Regions from separate parts of the Sus scrofa genome. Here region 1 is linked to region 2. A link is a contact called in public HiChIP or PLAC-seq data. All regions are on one chromosome and are shown on one strand. Each heading gives the region's core, a stretch centred on a gene start, on an enhancer-like site or on the middle of the called end of the contact. The rest is flanking DNA. Distances are from core to core; before and after follow the strand shown. Region 1 holds the start of NUAK2 (NUAK family SNF1-like kinase 2). Region 2 holds the start of TMCC2 (transmembrane and coiled-coil domains protein 2).

The links. HiChIP or PLAC-seq counts read pairs in DNA pulled down with a chosen protein or histone mark.
Region 1: an H3K27ac HiChIP or PLAC-seq map of skeletal muscle shows a contact between it and region 2. The contact joins the promoter of NUAK2 here to the promoter of TMCC2 in region 2. A contact is called at or near these places in 2 of 5 promoter capture datasets (fetal liver and fetal skeletal muscle), 3 of 47 Hi-C or Micro-C datasets (embryonic fibroblasts, fetal liver and skeletal muscle) and 1 of 2 datasets of contacts at active chromatin or transcription factors (skeletal muscle).

What each region holds. Positions count from the first base shown.
Region 1 is chr9:65,998,219-66,004,818 of Sscrofa11.1, forward strand. It overlaps NUAK2 (NUAK family SNF1-like kinase 2), which reads right to left and starts at 3,447. Exons shown (of 8, transcript XM_003357391.4): 1 at 3,147-3,447. The coding sequence starts at 3,392.
Region 2 is chr9:65,907,976-65,914,865 of Sscrofa11.1, forward strand. It overlaps TMCC2 (transmembrane and coiled-coil domains protein 2), which reads left to right and starts at 2,200. Exons shown (of 5, transcript XM_021063276.1): 1 at 2,200-2,923. The coding sequence starts at 2,717.

The DNA.
Region 1 (6,600 bases), core at 2,197-4,696, 91 kb after region 2:
GTTCCCTGTGGCTCCTCCCACCCTCAGCGTGCCTGGAGCTCTGGGAAAGGCAGTCTGTTGGAATGACAAAGCACACTGGCAAGCCTGGGCTCAGCTCAAAGCCAACTCCCAGACTCGGTGTTGGTCATCTAGTGCCTGCGGTGCTCAAGTCAGCAGCTTAGGTTGCAGGCTTGCCATTCACCAGCCATAGGACAAGTCACCTGCCTTCCCTGGCCTCAGTTTTCCCATCTGTCAATGAGGGAAGCAGACTCTCAGTCATTCTCAAACATTCTAAAATCCCATGTAGCCATCCAATGTATAAATGAGACAGTAGCACCCCTGCCCATTTGGCTTCCCCTTATGCTCCTTGTGGAGGTAAGAATAACAGGCAGGAGTTCCCGTTGTGGCTCAGTGGTTAACGAATCTGACTAGGAACCATGAGGTTTTGGGTTCGATTCCTGGTGTTGCTCAGTGGGTTCAGGATCTGGCGTTGCCATGAGCTGTGGTGTAGGTTGCAGATGCAGCTCGGATCCCATGTTGCTGTGGCTGTGGTGTAGGCCAGTGGCTACAGCTCCGATTTGACCCCTAGCCTGGGAACCTCCACATGCCGCGGGAGTGGTGCAAGAAATGGCAGAAAGACCAAAAAAAAAAAAAAAAAAGAATTCCAGGCAGACCATCCTAAAGGCCTTTGTAGACTCCACCACTGCAGGGACCCCAGCAGGTGTTTTTCGTTTGAGGGGGGAGGCGTGGTCAGGAGAGCTACAAGAATCACAAGAGGAAATGTCATCTGGATACCAGGAACGTCCTCCGAGCTAGCAGATCCAGAGCAAATATTTGTTTTTCCTTTAATGCCCTCCTGGAGCAGCCATTAGTCCTGCCCGCCCGCCCCTCCCTCTAGACAATCCCATCTGCCCCTGATAATCTCATCTGGGCAAGGCTGGGGATAGGAAATGTAGCGGAGAGAAAATGGGATGGAAGACACCCCACCCCGCAGGCTTTCCTCTGAACCTAGTCCCCCCTCAACAACCTCCGTTCACTTTGAGGGAGGTGGTGGGCTGCTCCCACACCCCGTCCCCCACTGAAGATCCCAAGGCACCAGGTGGGTCCCTCTTCAGGGAGAAGAGTGAAGAGGCAGGAATGGGGGTGGGGTGGAGAAGAGGACTCCTCCCCAGACTGAGAAAACATGAGGGTTGGGAGCTGCTCTCCAAGGAGGAGGGAGACCCTGAGCAGATTCCCAGCAGAAGTATGGCAAGGTTGCGGGGGGTGGGGTGGGGGCACGTCTATGGATCAGGGAGCTTTAGGGCAGGTTCCCACTCCTACTGGTCTTGGCTCCCTGTGTACAAGTGGCCAGAGAGCACCTTCTGAATTCTCTCTGTTCTGATGTAATAAGAGCTGGAATCCCTGCCTACAGCCAATGAGGTTTGAAAACTGAAAGCTGGTTTCTCTCACTCCAGAATCAATGAGATCTCTCTTTTTCTCTCTCCCTCACTCTCTCTCTCTCTCTCACTCACACACACACACACACACACACATGCAGCGACCTAGGTCAAGAACTCAGTGGGATTTCTGAACTTCAGTCTCAGTTTCCAGGCCATCCCAGTTCCCCCAATCCAGTCTGTCCCCCAAAAGAGGCACAAGCCACAAGCAGTTATCCTCCAGCTGAGCCCCTGACAAAGCCTGAGCCCAGCAGTCTCAAGCCTGGAGCCTGACGAGGCCCTCACACTTTATAGAAAGGGAATGAAAAGGAAAGCCAGGAAGTACATGATTGCCCAATAGCTGTAACCTGGCAGCGGGCAACTGGGGACTGTGCCAGGCGTTAGCAGGAAAAACATACTCGGTCCTATTGATGGGGCCATAATCCAGTCTCCTTTCCCCAGAGTCCACTCTCCTTCGCCAATGAAATGACTTCTCGAATTTCAAACCAGCTACTGGCTGCAAAAGCAAACAATCTGGGGAGGTGACTGCTGCCATAGCTGATAAGGCAAACCATGGCCACACACACGGGCACACACACATCCAGGCACATCTCACACCCAGCATGCAACTGGATTTGGCAAAACAATCCCTAAACCACCTGCCCTAAAAGCCTTGTTATAATATAGATGATTTGGCCCCTTCCAGACCTTCTGAGTAAAATCCTCTGAGCGTGGAAGCAGGGAATTATTAAACAAGCACCCATGTGATTCCTGTGTACATAAACTCAAGTTTGGGAACCACTGTTAACTTGGTGAAACTTGCCATCCTTTCAGGGCTGGCCTTCTTTTCCAGATATAAATATCAGTTCTCAATCTCAGGAACAATTTAAATTCATATTTGTATCTCATTCGGTCCTCATAAGCATCCATGACTGAGACTATTTTATTTCATTTTTGCAGAAGGGGAAACAAGCGCATAGAGATAAAGTGAATTGCTCACAGAATATATACACCCCCTCCAAATTAATAAGACATATACCTGAAAAGGCCCCAGTCCCAAAGGTATCCTGAGGCGCACAGTGGACTTTGCACCAGAGCTTGGTTTCATATTCTCAGAATTAAAAACCCATCATAATGAAAGTTGGACTCAGTCTTAAAGCTGGAAAGGGCCTAAAGGTCAAATTCACTAGCACCCCCTGATGGGGTGGTGGTGTGTGGGGGGTAATCTCCATAGTGTGCTGGGCTGCGGAACTATCCACACTTAATTGAGGAATTAGTTACCTCATTCATGTACTCAACGACACACTTTTACTAACCTCCTTCTAAGATCAGGTGTTTTCTACTTCCTTTCCCATCCCAGTCTATTGGATAGATAGTCTGTTACCAGCAAAAATTCCACTTAAAACCCATTTTCGTTCTTTAGGAGCTTTCTCATCCCAAGACAGAACACTATTCCTCGTCCTCTATGCGCCCCGCCTCACTCATTTGGCAATCATCATATGCTGAGCTGTTGGGGTTCTCAGGTCCATGACCATTAGCACTGCAATATCAGAGAGAAGAACTACAGCGGACACCACCAGCAACCCATACACATACGCAACCTTGGTGCAGTAAAGACAATGCGGGCCCCTCCACGGAGCAAGGCACTAGCCTTCGTCCCACCCTCCATCACCCTCCGCTGGCGGCCAAGCCCCGAGACCCCAAGAGCCCCGGAGCCCGGCACGGCGCGCCGGGACAGGGAAGTGCACTTACCAGGCGCCCCGAGCTCTCCCGAGCCTTCTTCACTTTCCCGTAGGTACCCTTGCCCAGGGTCTCCAGGAACTCGTAGCGGTGTCTCAGGTTGTGCTTGTGGTGGTGCCGCTTCACCGCCTGCTTCTTCATCAGGGGTTTGGGCGATTTGAGGAGCCCGTCGGCCAAAGGCCGAACAAGCTCCGCTGCCAGGGCAGCGGTGGCCGAGGGACCCGGGCCGAGGCGCCGGGGGAAAGCCAAGGACTCCATGGCGAGCAGGTGAGCGAGGGCAGAGGGGGAATTGGCTGCACGGGGAGAGGTAGAGCTGGGGAACCCGTCTTACACCCCGGCCGGGAACCCACGGCCACACCAGCGCGCACGACCAGGCGCCGCATTCCAAGTTGTTATAAACGCCCCAAGCCGGAGGCTCTGGCCACGCCCCCCAGTGTCCATCCATTGGCCAGTTCCCTTCTGCGTGTAACCAGGGCCGCCCACACTGGCTTCCCTGGCTCCGGCCACGCCTCCTCCCCTCCGCGCCGCAGGGAAAGGTGTCAATGGAGCCCCGCCCACCTGGGCCCCTGAGGGGCAGGCAAAGGAACAGTGGACAACAGTGGCGGCTACTCGGAGGGGGGGAGGGGAGAGGCTACTGCTGTTGACGCTACTGGGGTCCGGAACCTTTGAGGGCCCCTGAAACTGCTCTTGCTTCTGAGAACCTCTTGGTCCTGGTTAGAGCCACCTGTTCCCCTTCTATTTGCTGTTCTCAGTTAGCAAGGGGCAATATGACAGTACTAGAAGTCTCCAACGTGTTTCTCCGTTCTGAGAGCTTTGCTTCTTTCTAGCAGAAATCTATACAGTCACTTAACCACTTGGATAAGGCCATAAGGAGGAAGGAGGGACGGAATGGGATGGAGACAGACTGCAGTCAAGAGGAAGGGCTGATGGAGAGCTGTTCCAGGGTTCTTGAGTTCACCTCTCCTCAGTTGGATCAACCTTAATTGTATCCCCAAAATGTGGTTCCAAAAAGTACTTCACCAAAGAAGGCTTCTAGGGCTGAGTAGAAGTACCAAATTCTCAAAATGTGGTAGAATTTATGAAATGTTGGAAGGAGGTAGAGAGAGCCAAAAGGAGATATTTATTCATTGCTATGTTTGTTTTTTTTTTTGTCTTTTCAGGGCCACGCACACAGCATATGGAATTTCCCAGGCTAGGGGTTGAATCTGAGCCACAGAGGCTGGCCTATACCACAGCCCTGTGGGATCTGAGCCTTGTCTTTGAGCTACACCACAGCTCACAGCAACACCGGATCCTCAACCCACTGAGCAAAGCCAGGGTTTGAACCTGCATCCTCATGGATACTAGTCAGGCTTGTTACTGCTGAGCCACGATGGGAACTCCGGGAAACATTTAAAAAATACAATACACTCCTCCTATACAACTTGTGTTGTTAAACCAGTAAATAGCTGCCCACCTAAGTTTTTCTTTCTGTGGTTTTGGAGCCAGGTAGATCATGAGGTGTGGCTTGGTTTTTAAGACCTGGGGCAGAATCCCCAGGTCCAGAATCCCCATTCTGAGTGTCATTTAGAGTGAAATGAGAATATCCGTAGGCTCCCCTTCTTCCTTTAAATGTGGAGAGTGTGGGGAGAAAGGAACATTTCTCCTTGAGGCTTCATGGTAGCCCACTCCTATGAAGGAGGTATTATTCTGTCAAGACCACACAACTGGTGAGAAACTGGCAGAGATGGGATTCACAAGCACCAGAAGGATGGTGCCTCCAGCTGTGTATTCAGGATGCCCTGAGGATCAAGAAGGACCAGATCCTCAGGGATTGAATTTTGTATTTAGCATCTGCCTACTTTCCTACTTCTACTGATCCTTTGATCCTTTCTATTGTGAGTTAGGGATGGAGAATGGGGCCCTTTGCCTCCTTTGTGGCAGAAGAGGACACTCTTATGCAGGAAACCAATCTCTTTCCCCAAATCTTGAAGGTCATAGGAGGTGGTAGCCGGTTTGGCACTCTTCTCTCCCCAGCCTCCCCTCTGGCTCTGGGTTACCCGTGAAAAGAGAATGAGGCCCAGGGGACAGTTCCCCTGATCACCTGTCTCCTTTCCCCAATTAGATCTACATCATTCCTAGGGTCCAGGTAGCTGGGGCCATCCAGATAGATTAGGGCTGTCAAGAGGAAGCATGGGTAATAAAGAGCAAGCACAGGGCTGAGTGTTGAGACACGAATTTTAGTCCTGATGGACACCAACCCCTTTGATGGCCTTTTACCAATCACTTAGTCATTCTACAAATACTGGTGCCCACTAGGTGCTGGCCTATGGATATGATGGGGATAGGATGGACGAGGTCTCTGCCCTCAGAGAGTGCTCAATCCAGTGAGAAATAAACAAGCAAATCCTAATAGAGGAAGATGTGTCCATAATGGGGGGAGAACAGAATGCTGTTGGGGGATATAAAGAAGGGAGCCTCCGGGCCAGACAGGAAGAGGTTGATCTGGGGCAGCTTCCTGCAGACAGGGCCTTTTATTTTTTATTTTATTTTATTTTTGTGCTTTTTAGGGCCACGCCCACAACCTATGGAATTTCCCAGGCTAGGGGTCGAATTGGATCTGTAGCTGCCGGCGACATCAGAGCCACAGCAATGTGGGATCCAGGCTGCGTCTGCGACCTACACCACAGCTCACAGCCACGCCGGATCCTTAACCCACTGAGCGAGGCCAGGGATCGAACCTGCATCCTCATGGACACTAGATGGATTCCTTTCCACTGAGCCACAATGGAAACTCCCAGACAGGGCCTTTTAGACTGATACCAGCAAAATGGGAGACAGTCGGCCTGATGAATCAACATTTTCTCATAAGATGAAAGGCTCGTACAGATGAGCATAAAATTCTGTGTCATGCTTAATGTAGACCCTTATGAAGTCTAGATTAATTAGGACTTAATCCAGCTTCTGGTTATCCCCAACACCTAGCCCACTGCTAGGCACACAAAAAAAGGCACTCAATAGATGCTTATGAACCAAAGGAATGCACGGGCAGTGGAATTCAAAGACTGAAGTGATTTCCTTCCATTCCCAGCTAAACAGATGATTGCAGGGAGGAGGGTGGTGGCTGGGGATGGGGAGGGGGCTAGGGAAAGATCTCCTGCACCTCTCAGACCTTCCCCACCCCTTCTTCAGCTTCCTTTGACCAGAATGTAAATCCCCGTTTAGGGGACAAGCCATGATAACCAAAGTCTTCAGAGAAAACAGATCTGCTCAGTTTCAGTCATGACGCAGCCTGGGGGCCCCCTGAGAAACTGCGAGACAGGGCTTTAGTGATAAATGGACCTGGCTGTTGTCTGTCCACAGCAGACAGGCAAGGGATGCAGACAAACAGACACAGAGCCGCCGGAAGAGCTTGCGACTCGGAAATGATCTTAACTGCTGAAGCTCAAATTCCTTAAAGGGAGACCTGGTCTACTGTGGAGTGAAT
Region 2 (6,890 bases), core at 950-3,449:
TCTATTTACAGCTATGGCCCTCACTCTATGACTGGCAGTTTCTAAGTGCTTTCCACATATTGCCCAATACTCTATAAGGTTGGTTGGTATCCCCATTTCTAAATGAGGAAACCGGGGCTTAAAGAGGTTAGACCACTTGCCTCCAATCACATGGTCAGTGGACAGCAAGAGCCAGGATTTGCCCCCAAGCAGTCTAGCCACAAAGAGTCTAAGCTCTTAACCTCTATACTACACTGCCTCTCCAAAATGGAGTGTAAAGTGTTGGCTGGTTTCCTGAAACACACAATTTTTTGTTGACCTGAATTACACCTTGCTACATATGGCCACTAACAGGAAATCTGGCCATCATGCTATAAGTACATGGACATGCAAAGGTCAAACTTAAGGTCAACTCCAACCTAGTATGGAAATGAGGCATAATTCAAAATGATACTGCTCTCTACTGCCTTAAAGCTTCACACCAACTCCCTTTACTCTTCTTCAGCCTAGAGTCAGGTCATGAACATGTGTCCACGTGTGCTCACCACGTGCTGGCCACTGCTTCCCAAGACCCCGCCCAGGGTCTGAGGGTCCCTGCACTTCTCTGGGGCCAGTTGGGCTGTTACAGCAGACTCTGACATCTGGCACCGAGTGCACCTGCCCCTGTTGGGTCTGTCTAGTCCTGCCATGGTCTTCACTGGCATCCTTCCTTTCCATCACTCTTCAAAATGCTAAAGGCTTGTGGCCTGGTGATGTGGAGGTGGGGGTGGTTCTACATTTCCAGCCCATCCTAAATTCCTGTTTTCTAAAAACAGTGCTGCCTCGTTTAGAAAGTAGCTGCCTCACTGAAGTAAATTCTTAACAACGTAGGCTCTTCTAGGACACACATTCAAATGAGTGGTTGGAATGGGAAGACAGGACAGAGTCCGGAAACTCACAGACTAGTAGGACTGAAGTGAGGCTAGAATGGCACCATGCGTGTGAAAGAGACTGGTACACTGTGAAATGCTTTAGAGATCACTGTGACTCACAGACTGAGTGGCCCCTTCATTACAGTCTAGACCCCTGGTTCTCAAATGTTAACTTGCATCAGACTTACCTGGAGAGCTTGTTAAAACAGATTTGGGGGCCTATTATTTCTGATTCAAGTAGGTCTGGTTGTTGCCCAGCAATGTGCATTTGTATCAAGTTTCCAGATGCTGCTGATGCTGCTGGTCTCCAGAACCAGACTTTTGAGAGGTCCAGGCTGCTGGGTAGGCACAAACCACCGCATCCACAGCGAGCACACAGTAGGCACTCAGATGGGGTTGTTATTACTACCAGGGTCCTTATCTTCATAACCCCAGTGTTTGCTCTCTTCTGCCTGCAGATTACTCAGAGCAGTTTGGCTGAGATTTATGGGGGAAAGAGACTGCATTCCTTTTCTCTCTTCCATGTCTCAACCTCCTGCTATTAATACCCTTTCTTATTTGAAAGCTACTTCACAATTTGCAAGAACTCTCGCATACATTTTTCTGTTCAAAAATGAAATACTTTCTCGTTTCTGAGCACAAAGCTGAGACTGGTGAGGCAGTTTACTAAAAGTGAGGGAAGTGGCCATGGGGCCGAAGAACAGCAGCTTCCTTCCCATTGCATTTGCAGCTCCGAATGCAAGCATCCGTACGTGTTTCAGATCAGGTGCCTTAGCGGCGGTTGGCGTCTTCCTCGTTGAAGAGATGTTACAATGTGCAAAGTTAGACCAAAGAAAGGAGCAACCGATAAGCATCCCTATTGCGCCTTTTCTCCGCCAAATAAACTGAGTGGGTGGGGGAAATCTCGACAGAGCCTCTCCTGGGAGGGTCCCTCACGCGTCTGCTAATACCCCATTCCGTCGGCCCGCCGCCTGCCTCTTTACTCCGCAGCTCGCTCTCTGCAATGCTAAAACGCAGCAGCTTAGCCCTCCAGATCTGTCTTGGGGGACCGCACGGTGCAACCAACCCTAAAAACGTGGCCGCGCGACACCCCCCTCAGCCCTCCGGGCTTCCCATTGGCCGGTTGGCGTTGTCATTCCCTTCTGGCCTCGCCTTCCCCTCCCCGGGCCGAGGCAACGGGCGGGGTAGGTTGCGCGCTCGCCGCTGGCAAGGGCCGCGGCAGCGGCTTTGCAGCAGGCGGCGCGGCGCGGCGCGGCGGGCGGGGAGCGGGGCGCGCGGGCGGGGGAGGGGCGGGGCGGGCGGCGTTCTCCACCGCCCGCCGGTGCCCGGCAGGGGCCCGCGGCAGGGCGGGGGGCCGCAGTCGGCGCCGAGGGTGGCCGACGAGGACCTGCCTGGCCGGCTGCCCCATGCCTGCCTCGCCCAGCAGCCCGGCCCGCCGGGAGGGATGCGCTGTGCCGCCCAGCTCCCCTCCGCCCTGCCCATGCCCAGAAGCAGAAAGTTTAGGGGCCGGGGGCTGCCTTCCTCCTCCCGCTCCAATGACTGCCCAAGGACTCCTGCTGCCCAGCTTCGATTGTGACCTGCCTCCGCTCCCCAGGTCGTAATGAACTGTTCCAAGCTGTAACCAAGGCTTCCCCCCCACCCCGCCCCTCCCTCATCCATCCCTTAGAAAGATTTATTTTTTTAATTCAAGAAATTGTGATCTGCCGACTCCCCTCCTCGTTAATAATTTAGACCCCGAGCCTCCTTTCTGAGTGTAAGAGGGGGTGCGGTCTCCCCCAAGACGGCGCGCTGGAAGGACAGATTCCCCTTGCCGACCCACATACACCATGAAGAGGTGCAAATCGGACGAGCTGCAGCAACAGCAGGGCGAGGAGGATGGAGCTGGGCTGGAAGATGCTGCTTGCCACCTGCCGGGCACAGATCTCCGGCCTGGGGAGGCCACGGGTGCTAACTCTGCCGGCGGGCCAACTTCGGATGCGGGCGCTGCCGCGGCACCCAACCCGGGTCCCCGAAGCAAGCCTCCTGATTTAAAGGTGAGCGCAGACCCTCCCCTGGCGAGCCCAGCCGGCGACCTAGCTTTCCTCGCCTCACGCAGAAGTACTTTAACAGGATAAAAGTGATGGGGAAGCCAGACAAAGGTCAGAGAGGAGGAGCAAATGTTCGGCCAGATCCTGGGCTGGACATCAGGTACCATTTGTGCCTCAGTCTTTCAGCTCATTGCAGGCCTCTGTGTTTGTGCCTCTTTATTCAGCAGACGCTCTAGTGACTCACCCATCTGAGATTGTTCGAATAATGTGTGTGAAGTGCTATTCGCAGACAAAGGGGCTGGAGAAATCCAAGATGCTAACTAAAAAGTTGTCATCACTTTTCCTCCTGTAAGATGACAGGGGAAGAAAATTACAGCGTGGGAGGCCAAGCTGAGGACCATTAGCTGCCTATGCTGAATTAGTTTCCTCCTTTTGGGACCTTCCTGGATTGAAGCTCAGTTTGTCCATCTGTGAAAGGGGAGTGTGGATTTCTTGCCGTTAGGTGGAGCCAGAGGTTAAGCTAGTGCTTGGAGATCCCAGCCCGCTTGCTAAACCAACCCCCAGGGTGGAGAACTGACAGGTGGCTGCTAGCTCAGTGCTTGGGCTGGTTTGGGGCCTCGGTTCAACTTGCACACATGCTGAGCCGGCAGTTAGAACCAGAATCGGAAAGAAGCGATCACATGCTGCTGGGAGTCCTTTATTTTCCGGCCTGAGATTGCTGAGATAATTATCAAGCTGTATTAAATATGTCTCTGTATTAATTAAATCAGCAGCTGTGATAAATAATGCACCTTTGCTGGAGCTGCCACAGGGACTGCAGACTCAGGCTTCTCAAGCGCGTTCACCACGGTGCTGAGAGAGATGTCAGCCCAAGGAAGGAACTTAGATGCCTTGGAGATTGATGCCTCGGGGAGATTTTCTCCTGAGGGGGTGCAAGGCCTTGGCTAGGGGAGCAGAAGGACTCCGTTATGTTAAATAAAGCCTGTATCCTATGGCAGCGGCCGCTAAGGAGCTTGCCAGAATAAACCAATGACATTCCTCGTCTGGCCTGAGCGGCACAGAGTCAGGAAGTCAGAGCGCAGGTGAGTGTGCTCTTACCTGTGTGTGTCACCTGTCTGTATTCCTCGGGGAGGGGTGAGAAGGGGACCAACGACCCCCATGTGTGCCCTTTTGAAAATGTGTGGTAGTTATTCGAATGGGACCTCTGGTTTCGCTGTTGTCCTTTTCAGAGGTGTAGGGTCAGCCTCTTGTCTAAAGATGAGCTCCGTTGGGTAGGCTGTGCACAAGAAGTCCTTGGTGCCTGGCCCAGCTGCCACCTCTGAACCCACCCTGTGTGATCCAGAGGTGTGGATCCTGTTTACAATGAGCTGGTGCCTTTAATGCTGATACAGGGAGGGGGCCAGCCTCCCCCTGCAGACTTCAGCTTCATTCTGGGCCGATCCAGATGAGTGCGGCCAACAAACCTTGACTCCTTGAGCAGATAGGACCCTTACCCTGAGTCCACGAGAAGCAGCCTTGGCGTCTCCAGCTCAGGCCGTTGGAAACTGCCAGTTCCATTCATTTCCTCCAGCTGCCTTCAGGAGGGAAGGTGGACTGGTTGTGGTGTGGGGGCCGCAGTGTCTTTGTCTTTGTAGATAAAGCTGCTGGAAGAAGCTCATTCATCTCCACCCTCTATTTTCTCCTCTCTCTCTGTCTTTTTTTTCGTGACACTTGTTCTGGTTGAGGCAGATATAGCAACAACTCTACACTCGCTATTAAACGCTGACCTTCCCTGAACCCAAATTGAGATCAGATGTGAGAAAAGCCCTTGTCCTTCCAAGTCGTCCTCCACCAGCACCGGAAAACATAGCACTGAGGTGATTGCAGCCATGTGGACCCAGGCTGGCAGCACAGAGAGAAACTAGCTGCTGCCGGCTCAGTGGGCACATGGGGGAGAAAGCAGGGTCTTATCTCTGTCTGCCGTATCCTGTGTTTACAGGGTAGGGACTTCAGAACCAGACAGGAACTTGGGGGCTATCGCCGTTTGATGTGCTGTGTGATCTCAGGCAAATCATCAACTTTTCTGAATCTTTTTCTCGGGAGAGGGACTAGGAATATTGAAGGGTGTCCAAGCTTATTCTCCTGTGCTGGCGCAGTTTTCCAGTGATGGAAAAATTCCATCATTGGCTCTGGCACTGGGTAGAAGCTAGCTTGTTTTAGATTTGATGGTAGTACCAGAAAGGGGTCAGTTTGATTTTTAACACCCTCTGCCCCACACTTGTGTTTGGCCTGGAGCGACCAGCTGTTCTGGTTTGCTTTTGTTTTCATTTTAAACTTTGGAGAAAGGAACTTTTGGTCCCTTAATCCCACTTCTGTTTTCTTGTGACAGCTCCAGGCGGTGTGACAGATAGTGCAATGGAGAAAGTCATCTTGAGAAAGGGGGGAAAAAAAGAAGAGGCTTTGTCTGAAGCACCTCTGTGAAAGTTGGGTGTGGGGAGAAGAGAGAATTTTTTTTTTTTTTTTTTTTGCTTTTTTAGGGCAGCCCCTGTGGCATATCCTTAACACACTGAATGAGGCCAGGGATTGAACCTGCATCCTCATGGATGCTGGTCAGATTTGTTTCTGCTGAGCCATGACGGGAACTCCAGAGGAGAGAATTTTGGTCTGGATGTGCCCTAACAAGTGGCAGCCAGGGGTTTCAGGGGCTGCTGTGGTCTCTCTCTGTGGTCCTGCAGTGTTATGAGCACTGCCGTATAAATTTCCTCTGTGGTGCCTGAGATCTGTGATTATGGGGTGAGGCGTGAAAGGAAGGAAAAATAGTTAAGCAGCAATCTTAAAGGAGCCATCATTAAACTGTAACTGAGGAGTTTCCTGGTAGCTCAGTGGGGTAAAGATCTGGCAGTGTCACTGCTGTGGCTCGAGTTTGATCCCTGGTCTGGGAACTTCTACCTGCCCCAGACACAGTCCCCCAAAAAAAGTGTAATTGAAAAATAGCCTGAAAATGGGAGTTCCTGTTGTGGCTCAGCGTTTAACGTACTTGACTAGTATCTGTGAGAATGAGAGTTTGATACCTGGTCTTGCTCCATGGGTTGAGGATCTGGCGTTGCCTTGAGCTGTGGTATAGGTTGCAGATGCAGCTCGGATCCTGAGTTGCTATGGCTGTGGTGTAGGCTGGCGGTTACAACTCCAACTGGACTCCTAACCTGGGAATCTCCGTATGCTGAGGGAGCGGCCCTAAAAAAAACCAAAAAAAAAAAAAAAAAAAAAAAAGGAGTTCCCGTCATGGCTCAGTGGTTAACAAATCTGACTAGGAACCATGAGGTTGCGGTTCTATCCCTGGTCTAGCTCAGTGGGTTAACAATCCAGCATTGCCATGAGCTGTGGTGTAGGTTGCAGACGTGGCTTGGATCTGGCGTTGCTGTGACTCTGGCATAGGCCGGTGGCTACAGCTCCGATTGAACCCCTAGCCTGGGAACCTCCATATGCCGAGGGAGCGGCCCAAGAAAAGGCAAAAAGACAAAAAAAAAAAAAAAAGAAGAAGAAGAAGAAAAATAGCCTGAAAATGGACATTGTCCTACAGGCAGCTTATGCAGGTGCTTGGGGGCTTTCTCAGCTTCTCCACATACTTGATGTGACCTTCAGGGGAGATCTCAACAGACACTCCTGCAACAGGAGCCCAGCAGTTCAGGTCACATCCCCTGCCCCTTGTGGCTTGGATTCCTGTTGAACCACTGGAGTTCATGTCCTGATTCACTTGTGGTCATTATCCAGTTCTTTTTTTTTTTTTTTTTTTTTTGGTCTTTTTGCCTTTTCTAGGGCCGCTCCTGCGGCATATGGAGGGTCCCAGGCTAGGGGTCTAATCGGAGCTGTAGCCACTGGCCTACGCCAGAGCCATAGCAACGCAGGATCCGAGCCGCATCTGCGACCTACACCTCAGCTCACGGCATCGCCGGATCCTTAACCCACTGAGCAAGGCCAGGGATCGAACCCGCAA